Regions from separate parts of the Mus musculus genome. Here region 2 is linked to region 1. The links are chromatin contacts, called in public promoter capture Hi-C maps. All regions are on one chromosome and are shown on one strand. Each heading gives the region's core, a stretch centred on a gene start, on an enhancer-like site or on the middle of the called end of the contact. The rest is flanking DNA. Distances are from core to core; before and after follow the strand shown.

The links. Promoter capture Hi-C pulls out the DNA fragments that hold promoters and counts their contacts.
Region 2: a promoter capture Hi-C map of pre-B cells shows a contact between it and region 1. The contact joins the promoter of Mettl25 here to the promoter of Utp20 in region 1. A contact is called at or near these places in 1 of 39 promoter capture datasets (pre-B cells) and 1 of 484 Hi-C or Micro-C datasets (CD4 T cells).

Annotation. Positions count from the first base shown.
Region 1 is chr10:88,822,571-88,829,932 of GRCm38.p6, forward strand. Utp20 (UTP20 small subunit processome component) reads right to left here and starts at 4,244. Exons shown (of 62, transcript NM_175158.3): 1 at 4,036-4,244; 2 at 2,848-2,928. The coding sequence starts at 4,080.
Region 2 is chr10:105,837,120-105,844,481 of GRCm38.p6, forward strand. It overlaps Mettl25 (methyltransferase like 25), which reads right to left and starts at 4,261. Exons shown (of 12, transcript NM_207522.2): 1 at 3,957-4,261. The coding sequence starts at 4,200. Ccdc59 (coiled-coil domain containing 59) reads left to right here and starts at 4,360. Exons shown (of 4, transcript NM_025602.3): 1 at 4,360-4,536; 2 at 5,423-5,729. The coding sequence starts at 4,383.

The DNA.
Region 1 (7,362 bases), core at 2,994-5,493:
CTTCTGTGTCCTATACAAATGCAAGTGTACTACATGGCTATAGACTAGGAGCCAGATGGTATTGGCACACGCCTTTAATCCCAGCACACTCAGGAGGCAGGGCAGGCAGATCTCTGAGTTTGAGGCCAGCCTGTTCTGCAGAGCAAGTTCCAGGACAGCCAGGGCTACACAAAGAAACCCTGTCTCAACCTTCCCTACCCCCAAATTATATTAGGGTTAAGGATATAGCTAGTGGTAGACAGCACCTCTAGCATGTGTCCTTGAGGCCCTGGGTTCAATCCCCAGCAACAAAGCAATAAAAATTAAAATCATCTTGTTGTCATTAAGTAGAAGGATGTTGAAGACACATCCCAGTGTGATAAAAGTGCTTTATATATGCATATATTGATTTATATCTAATTTTTCTTATTAAAAGCCAAAAACATGGGCTGGAGAGATGGCTCAGCAGTTAAGAGCACTGATTGCTCTTCCAGAGGTCCTGAGTTTAATTCCCAGCAACCACATGGTGGCTCAGAACCATTTGTAATGGGCATCCGATGCCACCTTTTGGTGTGTTTGCAGACAGTGACAGTGTATCCACATACATGAAATATGTACATGTGAGAGGGCTCAGTCCACTGGGGACCATGCCACCCCTGGAAGGTTCTAGGTGGCATACAAAAGTAAACAGAGCAAGCCGTGGAGAGCAAGCCAGTACACAGAACTCCTCCATGGCCTCGGCTTCAGTTCTAGTCTCCAGGTTCCTGCCCCGAGAGTTCCTCCCCTTGTTTTTAGTTGTAGTCTTGATCATAGCAATAGAATTCTAACTAAAACAACAAGAATGGAGACCAACAGCCCCCACTGTAAGATGTGTAACTGAAGCCATTTTGGATGATTCAGCCTAAGAATTTATGTAAGGAAATTTCTTACGAAAAGATGCCAGTACCCACTCCCGTATGTTTTTTTTTTTTTTTTAAATTGTGCACTCTCATCTTTAACATTTTATTGCTTGGTGCTTTTGACCTGTCCTGTAGCTTACGCTAAGACCACCTGCTGAACTCAAGTCTGTAACTGCGCCTCCGCATTCACCTGTGCTCTAGATTCACTAAGGTTTAGAGACAGGGTCTCACCATGTAGCATGGCTGGCCTCCTACTCACAGAGATCTGCTTTCTAGGTGCTGAATATGGGATTAAATGTGTGACCACCACACTCTGCTAGTCAAATGTGTTTCTGTGTTTCCCTTGGTGGCCTAGTAGTAGTTAAGATTAACTGTGCTTTCTGGAACTGTCCCTTTCTCTCAAATATCCCATGGACACTGTAATTTGCATGGGTCACAGGTACTACACATCACACTGAGCAAGTTCCAAGTGCAACCAATTATCTTCCTCGGAAGAGCTGCATGCTCTCTCTTATTAGCACTCAGTGCCTATCCTATCTCTAGAGAGTGTATATGCACACGTGAATGGCAGAGTCTTGCTCTGTAGTCCTGGCTGGCCCAGAATTTGTAATCTTCCTTCTTCATCCTCACCCGGAATCCCTTCCCAGATTGTTGAGTGGTCTCTTCAACCATCCGGCTATTGTAACCAAAAACCTTAACCTACCTTCTGTTCCTCTCCACATATTCAGTAGGTCAGTTCCCGCTCTTGAATGTAATGTCCCCGAAACGTCCCTTCTGATTTGGTTACCACTATCCTAATCATTTCTCATACAGACATCAGATCTTCTCTGCTAGTTTACATCCTGCTCTTTCCTTCACGTTAAAGACAGACAGGCTAAAAATCTTAAGCTTGATCATGTCACTTACTCCCCTGCTTACAGTTCAGGAACAGAATCCTATGGCTTTAGGATAAAATCCAAATGTCTCAGCACATAAAACTATTGAAGATCTTTCCTATGTCTCCAGCTACCCTCCTCTGCTGTTCCAGGCACCCCACTCGTGTGCACCCTAGACACATCTATAAGACTGAACAGTTTTGTAGTGCTTTAAATGGGACACACATTCCCGAGCTTCGGCTATTTTGTGCAGACTTTTCCCTTGGCCTGGAAAAGCCACTCTTGTCCTCTTGCCATGCTAAAACCTACAGCAAAACTCAATTCAGGTCCCATCTTAAAAATCATCTTCTGACATCCTTTCTGACACTCTCAGAAGGCTCCTTTCACTGAGTTCTCAAAGCCTTTTATGCTGGTCTAGATGTTATCATTCAACATGCTAACGTGGTAGAAGACAATGCTGGCAAAGACTCGGTACAGAATCTGCTCAGTAACAGATGAAGAGCTGAGGTTGAAACCCCAAGTTAAAGGTGTCAACGCTAACAAGACTGAGGTTAGGGTTAAGGCTTTTAAGAAAGGCTAGCAGAAGCACTAAGGGCTTGGTGCAGCAAAAAGGAAAACCCTTCTTCACAGAAGATGGCAGGTATGTGGTTAGAACCAGAAAAAAGTGCAGTTTAGTATCTTCGAGAGGAAGGAACTAAACACCAGGAAAGTGATTTCACTAAAATCACTTTAAAATCGGAGCTGCCAAAAAGTACAGGTCTGTAGACCCACTCGCAATGGACATGAGAAAAGAAGAGTTTCCAGTAACAAAACCCAATTGAGAATCAAGTCAAGCCAAGTCAAGTTCAACACGGCATCATCCGACTGAACAAGGCCAGGATGAACATGCACCATCTGGTATGGTACTCCTCTCGAATGATTCCAGCTAGCTGCATATAGCTATTGAGGGATTTAGGTTTAAAGTGAATGAACATATTTGCTGTGTGTGGTTTTTTAATTAGACAACACAGGTCTAAATCACTGCATGTACATTACAAATGGCTTGAAAAACAGCTTACTTACATTGGTGAGAGAAATTTAAAACTCCCTCTTACCTCGTCATAGCTTGCAGTTCTGTCGATACGGTGAATAATATCAATGTTCACATTCCCCAGTCTCTCTGCAAATGTAAGAAACTGCAGAGAAAAAGCATATTTAAGACATATTAGCATTCAATGCTTATCAGGTTTTGATATCTGCTGGAGTAAAACTACACCATAATCACATCAAATTCTGAACACAGAACGTTTTAGAGCTTCAGTGAGCAACCTCTGGACCATCACCACAAACAACAGTACCCTTAGCGTATCATTTCAGACCCGTGGTTTCTATTGGTCATAAAATATGTAACTTTTTAAAATAAGAGCAGCTATTACTTATGAAACACAAAAGGTAAATGTAAGAACTCTAAACAAAAGCAGTTACTACTTGAAGATAATAAATACTTGTACTTTTTGCATAACTTACTTCATCTGTATTTCTTTTTTCTTTTAACTTAAGTACCCTTGGAACAGGCTATGTAGCCAACGATGACCTTAAAATTTAAGTTCAGACCCTCTTGCTTCTACATCCCCAGGTCTGGGGTAACAGGCATTTAGCCATCACACCTGTTTTTGTTGTAACTGTTGTTGTTTTTAATGGGGATCCAACCTAGGGCTCCCTGAATGTTATTCAAACACTCCACCAACCGATCTACCTCCTACATTATGTTTTATCAAATACAATTTCCACACAGACTGGAACCTGGACGAACGCTTTCACACCACACCGAAAGCACAGGGATCTCGCTAAGTTGTGGGAACAGGTATATTTTTTAAAAACAGACAGACTCAGTTACAAAAGGGCTTGGAAAGGCATTATAAAGTACAACAGTAGCCAGCAGAAGTCATTCGCCACTTGCCAGCTCGCTCTACCCTCCTCTGTTCAGTCTTTAAAGTTAGAAGGGGGACTCGGTTGCAGACGATCCCCTGGGCCAATCAATTTGAGCCTGGAGTGAAGGGAGTTGCCCAGACAGGCCAGATCTCACCGCTAAAAGGCGGACTCTGGAATTCAAGTTTCCTCACTCCCCTGCGAACTAATGTTTTTTTTTTTTTTTTATACTGGCATAGTCTCCCATTTTCGCCAGAGCCCCGGGCAAGCGATTCCGGCTCTGCCCGGACTTGCAGGCCCTGGGGTTAAGGCGATCAGCTGGTCAGGCAGAGGCAGGGCGAACCGCGGCTCCGGGCCCAAACTCCCGCGCTCACCCGGTATGTGTTCTCGGTCTTGTGCGAAAGTGGCTTTGGCTTCATGGCTGCGGCGGGACAGCGGCCCGCGAGGGTCTCAGGACGACAGGAAGGGATCCGCGGGCACTGCGGAGGAGAAAGTTACTCCCACGCGGTACTCTCCAATGCTCCGGTGCCTGCTTTTCCTCACGTGTAGTTAGTGCCGCTGGGCGCCGCCATGTTGGAAAGCCAGGATGTGTGGGTCATGTGGGCGGAAGAGGCGGGCCGAGCATGCGTGCTCTTCCTGATTGTCAGTCGTGCAGTTTGCGGATGTACAGTTTTTGCTACATGAGAAGTTGGCCAACACAAAACAAACTCAGTGGTATTTTTGTGGACGTTTTGTTTTGTTTTGGACATTGTTTGTCATATTTGTCATTTGCCTGTTGGTCTTGATTTTCGTTTTTGTAGATTGGTGGTGATGGTGGGGTTTGGTTTGGTTTGGTGTTTTGTTTTTTCAAGACAGGGTTTCTCTAATCCTGGCTGTCCTGGAACTCACTGTGTAGACCAGGCCGGCCTCGAACTCAGAAATCCGCCTACCTCTACCTCCCAAGTGCTGGGATTAAAGGCTTATGCCACCACTGCCCAGCGTCCTTCCTTCCTTCCTTTCTTTCTTTCTTTCTTTCTTTCTTTCTTTCTTTCTTTCTTTCTTTTTTAAGAGAGAAGAATGTACAGTTGAATGGGTTGGGAGAATCTGAGAGGAGTTGGGAAAGGGAAAAACACGATCAAAATATATTGTATGAAAATTTTTAATAAAAAGGATAAAAGGGTTTTATTATAGAAAGAAAGCATAACCGTCACAACCTAGCATTAACTGCTGCTCGATACATACCGTGCACCATCAAAAGCTGTTTCCACCCATAATACAGTAATGCTGGTTATAAACTCAAAACGTGAAGTGTATGTTTGTTTGTTTTTTTTAAGCCCCCTTGGCATGCAAGGAAACCAAAGTTGGGCATCTTGTAAGTGACGATCTTCATTCACACGCAGACTCCGAGGTCCAGGTTTTAGTTTAGTACTAGAAAATAAAATCTGGCTCTTCACGAATGCCAGGAAGCAGCTCTACCACTAAGCTAGATCCTACAGCTCTTAATCATATATATAGAGAGAGTGTGTGTGTACAGTCGATGAGCCATGGAGTTATTTGCACAAAAATTGATGGAGGAAGGTCCAAGTGCAAAGTCCTTGAGATAAGATTTCATCCTAGCCTGGCTTGTGAGTAGTCAGAGCCCATCATGGGTAGAATACAGTGAATCAAGATATCTTTGCCTCCATTTATTACCTTTCCCATTGTAATCCATTTTAATCCATGGGAGTTCTGGGTATTTCTTCAAATCATGAAACAGTTCCCATGACTTTTGAACTGGGTTTGGTTGGCCAATCCATCATCATTTTATATTTTCTGTCCCCATGAGTTTTGTTTTGTTTTGTTTTGAGACAAAGTTTTTTTGTATAGCCTTGGCCATCCTTTCACTGTAGCCCAAGTGGGTTTCAAACTCAAAGAGCCCCCTGTCTCTGCTACTCAGTGCTGGGATCAGAAGTGTGCACCACCAATCACCACCCAGCTCCCTTCCTCATGATTCTCTGTGTTAAAGAGTAAGGTGTAAAACTGCCCCAATTATATACAAGTCAAACAATCCAAACGGAAATAACACTAGTAAGGTTCCTTATTCATAATAGACTTTGAATGTCTGAAATAATCCCGCATCCATTACCTCTCTGGTGTTTATGACAGCCCTGTGAGGTAAGCAGAAAGATATAATTGCCTTCCTATCATACAGAAAGAAATGAAATAGTCCCAGAGAAATTAAGCAATTTTGCCAAGGTCATGTGCTTTTGCTTGCCAATGCCAGAGCTTCTTACTCAGGCTTCAAAGGCCCTGGCACAATACTCATCTTCCCAAGTGATAAATGGTTGGCACTGTATAGCTCTCATGCTGCCCCAAGCACTGTTGCAAGTGTTTCCCATATGATGACTCATTTACTCTTCCTACCAGGTAGTTCTATTATCTTCATTTACCAATGAGGAAGCTAAGAGACAGACTGGGTAACTTGGCAGAGACTAGCTAACCCCATAAGGAAGTCAGAGTACCCAACAGTTGCAGGCAATGTCAGGATTTGTACTCTTAGTCTATGCACTATGCTACCAGAGGATTTGGGAAAAAGTTTTGTGATTCAGGCCATTGTGGGCACAGCTCAAGAGTCTTTGAGATCAAATCCAGAGATCCATTTACTCCTTAGATTGTTGCAAGCCCTTCCTGTGATGTCTATAGCCTCTTGGTCTTATTATCCACTTAATGTGATTGGGAGATATAATTAAATCTTTGTCCTTAAACTACTTATCTGTGTGGAAGAAACAAGGCTGAGCAGTCATCATTTTACTGTTTAGCTTGAGTTCATTAAGAATATGGAATAATACAATACACCTGTGTGGTTTTCACCTAGTTTGCCTGTATTGGGTTAGACAATCTCTATTTTCTGTTTTCTTTTTGGATGCCCACCCCTGTTTGTTTATTCTCAATTCATGAAGTTACAATGACAACAGGGTTATCCTGTCTCCAGGGTTCCATACATGGCTTAGATCCGTGTGTGTGTGTGTGTGTGTGTGTGTGTGTGTGCGCGCGCGCGCCTGTATGTGTATTGGTGTGTGTGTGTGCCTGTGTATATATTTATACATGTACTATGTGTGTGTCTTTCTATGTGTGTATGTTTGTGTGTGTGTCTTCTTGTTTGTGTTTGTGTCTCTCTGTGTGTGTTCAATTAGTTCAGTGAAAGTTGTTCCTAGATCCTAGAACTTGCTAGTTGAATTATTGGGAAACAAGGCTGTTTCTACTTGGAGACTAATAAATATAGTTGGTTATAAAATTGAGATTTCTGGTAGCCATCTTATACCATACAGGGACAACCAGCAAGAGAAGGAGTGGATGATTTCAGATGAGTGCAGTACCCAAAGAGGAGCAGATCAAGTTCCAGATTTTCAGCACCTAGCTCTTTCTGCATCTGTCCATGAACTCTTTAGTATTGTAAGCCAATATGCTCAAACAAGTCTGAACTGGGCTTCTATCACTTACAACTTAGACAAATTCTTTCCAATCACTTCCTTTTTCTGATCAATATGGGCATCATTTCTACACTAATGTTCTCAGCAAGGAAGGCAGAAGCTCCATGGCCTTTTATGAACTGACCCTAGATGGTACATTGCTTCATTCCCTCCCCTCCAACTCCATGACAGTCAGAGCTCAACAGACTCAAGGGCATAGATCAAGCCTCTTGGGGGAAAGAATGTCAGCTATATGGGCAGCTACATTTTTGC
Region 2 (7,362 bases), core at 3,011-5,510, about 17 Mb after region 1:
TTTTGGATGAAATAGTACACATTAAGGACTGACACGCAGATTTTTACTATACCAATATTAACATCTTAATGAATGCACAAATACAGTCCATCACTCTTTAAGCATCTTCACAATGAACTACATTACGTTTGAAAATGAAACTAAATATAAAACTAGAATTAATCATAAGAATTGAATTTAAAATTTCTTTACATAGCTTATTTTTTTTCAGAAATAAACTATACAATGTGACAAATTTAGAAATGCATTTGCTAAATAAAATAATAGATAAAAAGCAAAGTAATTTAGGGGTGCATACTATTGTCAAGTTGTAGTCATGGACACTAAAATGGCACGGAGACCCTCAAATATATAGATAAAGAACAGGGGTGGGGAGAAAGGTCAAGGCTAAAATGCTTACCACATAACCACGAGGACCACAATCTGGACCCTCTACCCTCCTAAGAAAGACAGATGAATACAGGAGCCGCCCTGTCCTAGGGGACTTCCTACTGAGATGGGGAAAGACCGTACTTGAGGAAGAAAGGGTTTATGTCCCAGTCAGTCCAACACTAAGGGAAATCAAGACAAGAACTGGAGCGGTCAAATCCCTGGAGGTAGGAATTGAAGCCGAAGCCATGGAGAAATACAGCTTCCTGGCTTTCTCTTCATGGCTCTGTCAGCTTGCTTTTTTATACAAGCAAGGACCACCTCCTGCCCAAGGGAAGCACTGCCCACAGTGAGCTGGGCCTTCCCACAATATTCTTGAATACAGAAAACTTCCTCCAGACTTGTCTGCAGGCCAGTCTGATTGATAAGAGGGCCTTCTCAATTAAGGTTTTTCTCTTCCCAAATAACTGAAGCTTCTATCAGGCTGACAGAGCTACCCAGCCCCTGGCTATAATTCCAGCTTGTGGGAGAGGGAAGCAGGGAATCCTTGGAAGGGCAGACTAGCCAGACTAGCCAAAATGGCAAGCTCTGGGTTCAATGTGAGACCCTGTCTGCCACACGACGGGTGTGGAGAGCAATCAAGGAAGACACTGAACATCAATATCAGGTCATAACACACACGTACACCCACATGCATGTGCGTCCCTCACAAGAACATACATATCCATATGTACACAGACCACACAAGCACATCAACATGTGGAAGAACAGTGTTTTAGTGAAGAACAGCTTGACTGTGGGGCAAACAGTAAGAATTTTATTGTACAGAATTTGAGAGAATAGCTTGAAAGCAATGTAACAACTGAGATACATACATGTTTTATGTCGTAAGAGTAAAAAAATGGCAGTTGATGATTGCTGGCAGATGAGGACACATTTTCCTCAGGGGTACAGCCTGACAAGTTGCTCATGCTCCAGTAAATAACGCTACATGCATACTCATACAAGCAATTCTAATTAAACACAGGGGGACGCACCACAGGCATGAATGCATGCACGCGCACACACAAAGACATTAAAGTCGGAAGGAGGCTAATTAGGAAGAAGAAAGCAAGGAGTTAAGCAGGAGAGGGAGGGAACAAAGCAAGGTAATGATGGGTGAATATGATAAAAGCATGCTATATACATGCACAAAATTTTCAAAATAATAAAAATGCCCTTTATATGCTAAGAAGGATTTAAAATGTTGACAGCTGATTTGAGACACACAAACAACTAGATTTGAGAAAACAAAAGCTGCATCTCATATATGTATCACATTATACACACACACATATATCTATACACATATACATCACATTCTCATGTATATACATCACACCAAGTACACGTACATATATATCACATCACATACATATACATCACATACATATACATATACAACATATCACATATACATGCATATACATCACATACATGTTCATACACATCACATCACATACATGTGCATATCACCTAACGTATCCTCTGGTCAATGCTTAACACATAGGATTTTCTTGTATTCATCTAGAAAGACTATAAAAAATTAATTCTTAAACTGCTGTAAATGAGAGAAATGAGAACAAAATCCCAGTTAGAAGGAATGCTTAAATTTGCATCGTTTTGTACAATTGCTGAGGTCTGTGATCTCCCCTGGGATGTAGAATTTGCTTAACCTCTTCCACTGCTGGATTTCCTCACAAGTTTAGAAAGAGCTTGTGGTAGATTGAACAGGAAAGGCGTCACAGATCATGTCTTCCAATGCTTGCCTACAGGGAGTGGCATTACTAGACTTGACTCTGTTGAAGTAGTTGGGACTTGGTTGCTGGAGGTTGTGTCACTCGTGGGTGGACTCTGAGTCTCAGCAGCTCACCCGAGGCCTAACGGCAGAGTCTCGTCACGCAGCCTGAGGATCAAGACGTAGGCCCTCAGTGCTGGAGAGATGGCTCAGCGGTTAAGAGCTCTTCCACAAGTTCTGAGTTCAACTCCCAGTCCCCACATGGTGACTCACAAGCATCTATAATGGGGTCCAAGCCCTCTTCTGGTGTGTCTGAAGACAGCTACAGTGTAATCAGGAAAAGAAAAAAAAAATCTTAAAGAAAAAAGAAAAGATGTAAGGCCCTTATTTAGCTCCTTCTCCAGCCATGTCTGCCTGCATCGCACCATGCTGTCTCTTCACAGAACTAGATGACAAAATCCGAAGGACTGCTTCCAATAAGTCAGCTCAAAAAACAGCTGGGAATTCATAAAACTCAAAAAGTTATCACGTCCAGAGTCTAGTCTCTGAATTGGTACTCAGACTTTTGCACACACACACACACACACACACAGAGGAAACAGGAAAAAAAAACTTTTAGCAAAAGCAAACTGCAGAACATACAATAGGCACCAATGAATCAAGCTATTAGTATATATAAGGTAATAGCCCATCAGGAAGAGACAAAGTTAAACAAAGGTTTGCTCTGCACTTAAAAGTTTTGTTTTCTTGTATTTTCTTCGTTTTTTTTTTCTTTTTGAAAGCCAACAAGAGTCACTTTTTTTCAACAAATATTTTATAGAGTACTTAATGTATGCCAAATAGTTTCCCACACGTTGGAATCCTGGTTAAGGCAAATACGGTTCCTGCTTTCTACAAGTTTATGTACCAGGTTATCAACGCAGAATACTATGGGAGCAAACTGAAAGGGTGTCTAACTTTCCAACAACCAGGAACTATTGCCCAAGAACCAATGTGTCTTAAGTTCTACCATTATAACCCCCCCCCCTCCATGGCCCCTACCTCCGCCCCCGGGGCACTTTGCATTTACAGGCTGCTTCAGTGATTAAGTAAGTTCACTAATGCTGACAACATCTGGAACACCTGGAAGCAAAGCACAAGCAATTCCAGTAGCTGCTACTGTTCCTGTTCCTCTATTTCCAGAATAGAATCTAAGTTGGTAGAATCTAAGTTTCTTGCGGGTATCAAACTCCAGAGCCTAGAAAACACCAGGGTGCATAACTGATATTGAAAATACAGTTTTCTTCTTCTTCTTCTTCTTTTTTTCCCCGAGACTGGGTTTCTCTGTGTAGACCAGGCAGGCCTCGAACTCAGAAATCTGCCTGCCTCCGCTTCCGCCTCCCAAGTGCTGGGAATTAAAGGTGTGTTTTCAAATTAACTAGCGAGCACTCAAAGCTTTCACTATCACCATCCTAATCCACGATACCTTGTGCCGAGTAGGAACTGGCTCTTATTGGTCCCCCAAGTCCACTTCTACTTTGTATTGATCATCACACAGCCTTTAGATGTTTTCAAAACTAAATTGTTGAATCAATAAATGAAGGAACGCCTCTTCCCCGGGTTGACTACTTTAAGTTGTGGAACTTGACCAACACCCAGATTAGAACCCAGAGGGGACCCCGCCCGTCTCCATCCATCCTCGCTATTCAGCTCCCTCCAATTCATCTCCTAGGTAACAGCATCCTTCAAGTCCCTGCCACTTCCGCCGAGTTCCACCAGGGGGCGCGCTGACAGCCCCCGCCCCGCCCGCCCCGCCCGCCCCGCCAGTCACCTGATCCCGTCTCTGCCTCGCGCGGCTCGGCCTCCACCGCCGACTCCCTCAGCGCCGCCAGCACGCTCTCAGGGGGCAGGTCGACCAGCTCCTGCCAGACCGACTTGGTGTAGAAGTCCACCGTGTGCGCGCTGGAAATGGCCAGGGCGCCCCTGAGGAAGCTCAGCAAGCCCTGTAACTTGTCGTGCAGCGTGGGCAGGTCCGGGGTCCTGGGCAGAGGGCAGGCCGCCGCCATGACGCTCATCCTCCGGGGCTGCAGGTGGCGCCAACATGGCCGCGCGACCCCTCTCTTCCCCGCCGGAAGCGGCTCAGGCTGAGGCAGTCGAGCTCCGAGCACGCGCCGGGTTGGGCGATTGATTGCTTCCGCCTCGTGACGTGTTAGGTCGGCGTCCACTGGCGTTCCAGGAACTCCCACCGTGGAAAAAGATGGCGCCTTCGCGGCCGTCTTCCAAGTGGCGGACCGGAGGGTTTGCGGCGCGTGGGGAAGGGATCTCTCAGGTCAGATTCGGAAACCAGAATGGGAAGCGCAGGACTTGGCGGCCGAACCCCCAGCAAGCCTTCCGGGGGAGCGTGCGCAAGGGTAAGGAGGGACAGCCGTGGAGGAGCGCTCGGGCCCGCCGAAGTCGAGGGAGTAGGATGGGATCCGGCTTGAGATCGGGGAAGCCGTTCCTAAGCTCGCCAAGTCCGAGAGCTTCTCAGTCCTTTGACTGAGAACCGGACGGTGCGGTCAGCTTCAGTGATTTAACGCAGATCTCAGGTCTAAGCGAAGACACGGGGCGTCTAGAGGTGCGCTTGGCTAAGAAGCACCCAGACATACTTGCATCTCTACTACAGCAAGTATGTAATATAGATACAATATTACATTAAAATACTCTGCCCCAAAGCTTTGATAACCAAAAGACACCACAGTAGCCCTCCAGTCTCATACTGCTGCCTTCCTTAGATTCGATTCGATGTCTTGTCTTTGAAGGCCTCTCGTTGCATGTCAGATGCTTAAGTGGTTTTTGTTCGATCTAAGAATAATCGACAGGTGTTCAGAAAGTTGTACAGTACCTCCCCCTTTTGTTTTGTGTTGTGTTTTGGAAAATAAGTGATTAGTAAGATCCTCCAAGGGAAAAATACTAGACTACTCTACTTTATTTATTAAGTGTTTACTGAAGACCCAAGTGAGATTGTATGTGGATTAAATAAAATGTAATTTGTGGATATGAGTCTAAATTCAAGGTGAGCAGTAAAGTTTAGTTTACTGTACTTAGAGTTTTTAATGTGATGTCTGACAACTCGCTGTTACCCTTATATTTAGGTAAAGGGCCACCTTGCTCTTCAGTGTACCATTAAATGGTTGCCTAACCTTATCTTTAAAGCAAAGCCAAGTAATTCTCTCATTTGAATATAAAGTAAAAGAAAAAAATATTTAGTTTTCATTTTCTGTTAAAGTAATTGTAACTGAAATCCTTCAATGTTAGGACAAGGTTTTGCATTTCGGAGAAAACTGAAGATCCAGCAAAATTACAAGAAATTGCTGTGGAAGGTGAAGGAGGCACCAGCGTCACAGGAGTCCCAGTTCACAGATCGTTACCCAGAGCACCTGAAACACCTCTATCTGGCCGAAGAGGAAAGACTCAGAAAACAGCAAAGAAAGGCTGGCCTGGCTTTGTCAGAAGAACAGGTTGACCGGCCTTTGCCTGAAGAGGAGGGCAGCACTGAGCAGACTTCCTCTGAAGAACCGCCAGGTGGTCACCAGCCACAGCCAGAAGAGCTGAACACAGGAAGGTAAGCACCTCCGTCTTCAGAAATTCCTCACTTTAAATGTAAAGAATGTTTTACTGACGACACAGGGAAAAATTTGTAAGAATCAGGATTTTTCTTAGCACTTTTTTCAAGTCATGTAATGGTATTTCATGGAGTCTCCCCACTTAGTGTTAAATGACTGAAAGAGGCTAGTTGAGCAGAGATGTCGAAAATAGGAAATGAGAATTAAGAGATCTGAGTTTTGAATTGCAGCCTCTCAAGAACATGTAATATAATTGGACCGTAATTAAGCGCAGTATTAATGTGTGCATCTTAATTTGGGGGTGGGGGACTATGTTTGATGTTGTAGATCTGGAAGCCCAACATTTAGGAACCTGAGTCCAGACAATTCCCAGTCCCAGGCCAGCATGGGCAACATAACCAGATACTAGAAAAACAATGCAGATGTGTAGCCATTGCCACTTTGGCTTATAAAGCCAGACTTTCCATAGTGGTATACCAGTGTCCACTATGATAGAAAGGATAGTATAAAATGATTTGAGAGCCACGGTGGACACCATCTTTTATAGCCTCATCCTGGATCATCTTCTCAGTCAATGATGTCCCTAAAGCATTACATTTCATGACATTTTATCATGTTCATTTATATCAAGTATTCTAAAACATGCCTGGTGTTTGGTAACTTTATGACTGCTAACTGCTGTTGTCTGTATTCTCATTTGCATTTTCTACAAAGGGTCCAGGAAATAGGTTGCGGTTAATGAAAACCAAGCAAGGGATGGTTTTATATGCCTGTAATCTTCTCAGAAGGCTGAAGCAGGAAGATTGCTGGTCATTCAAAGCTAGCTTGTGGTTCATAGTAAGATGCCATCCTATAAAACAACAAACATATTTAACACATGGACTTCTTCCTGAATGATTGCTGGCTTACCCCTGATAATCCCTGCACACAGGAGGCTTAACTCAGGAGGCCCCAATAGTGAGAGGCTAAGCTGAGGTAGATGGTGAGTTTCAGACCAGCTTACACTATTTTACCTTAAAACAAAACCCTGCTTACCCCTTGATTTTATTAGAGGTAGTTTGTAAGACTGTTACTACATATAATTCAAGCAAAACTGCCTTAACGTGCACAGCAAGGCATTACTTCAGATCTTAACTTTTTTTTTTTTTTAAACCAAAATGTTGTCTTTCAAAGCTAGGGCAAGGATTGCACGCACAAATCATATGCAGAATCAAGCCAGGTCAAATCCCATCATGGACTGGGGAGAGAGTTACAAAGTCCCATATGGAGCTTAGGAGAGTTTGGCAATTGATGGCTGGGGCGGGCGAGTCTGCCACGTCAGACAGCCCATGCCCCAGTAGGTGGCTCCACACCCATGCACGTGCACATGTTGGCATCAGGAAGCAGACTCGTTTTTTAAAAAGTACAAAAGATGCACATGAAGCTAGGAGGGGGAAGTGCAGAGAAGTAAGGGATGGGATGGAATTGAGGAAGAAGAAAAGGTGGGTAGGTTTGACCAATAATACTTGTAGGGATGTATATAATTCTCAATTTAAAAACAAAACTGAGCATTATTTGTGTTGCAAATAAGAAGAAAGTATGTAGTAGGAATAAAAGAAGAAATGAGGGTTGGTGGTATTTTGTTTTTGGTAG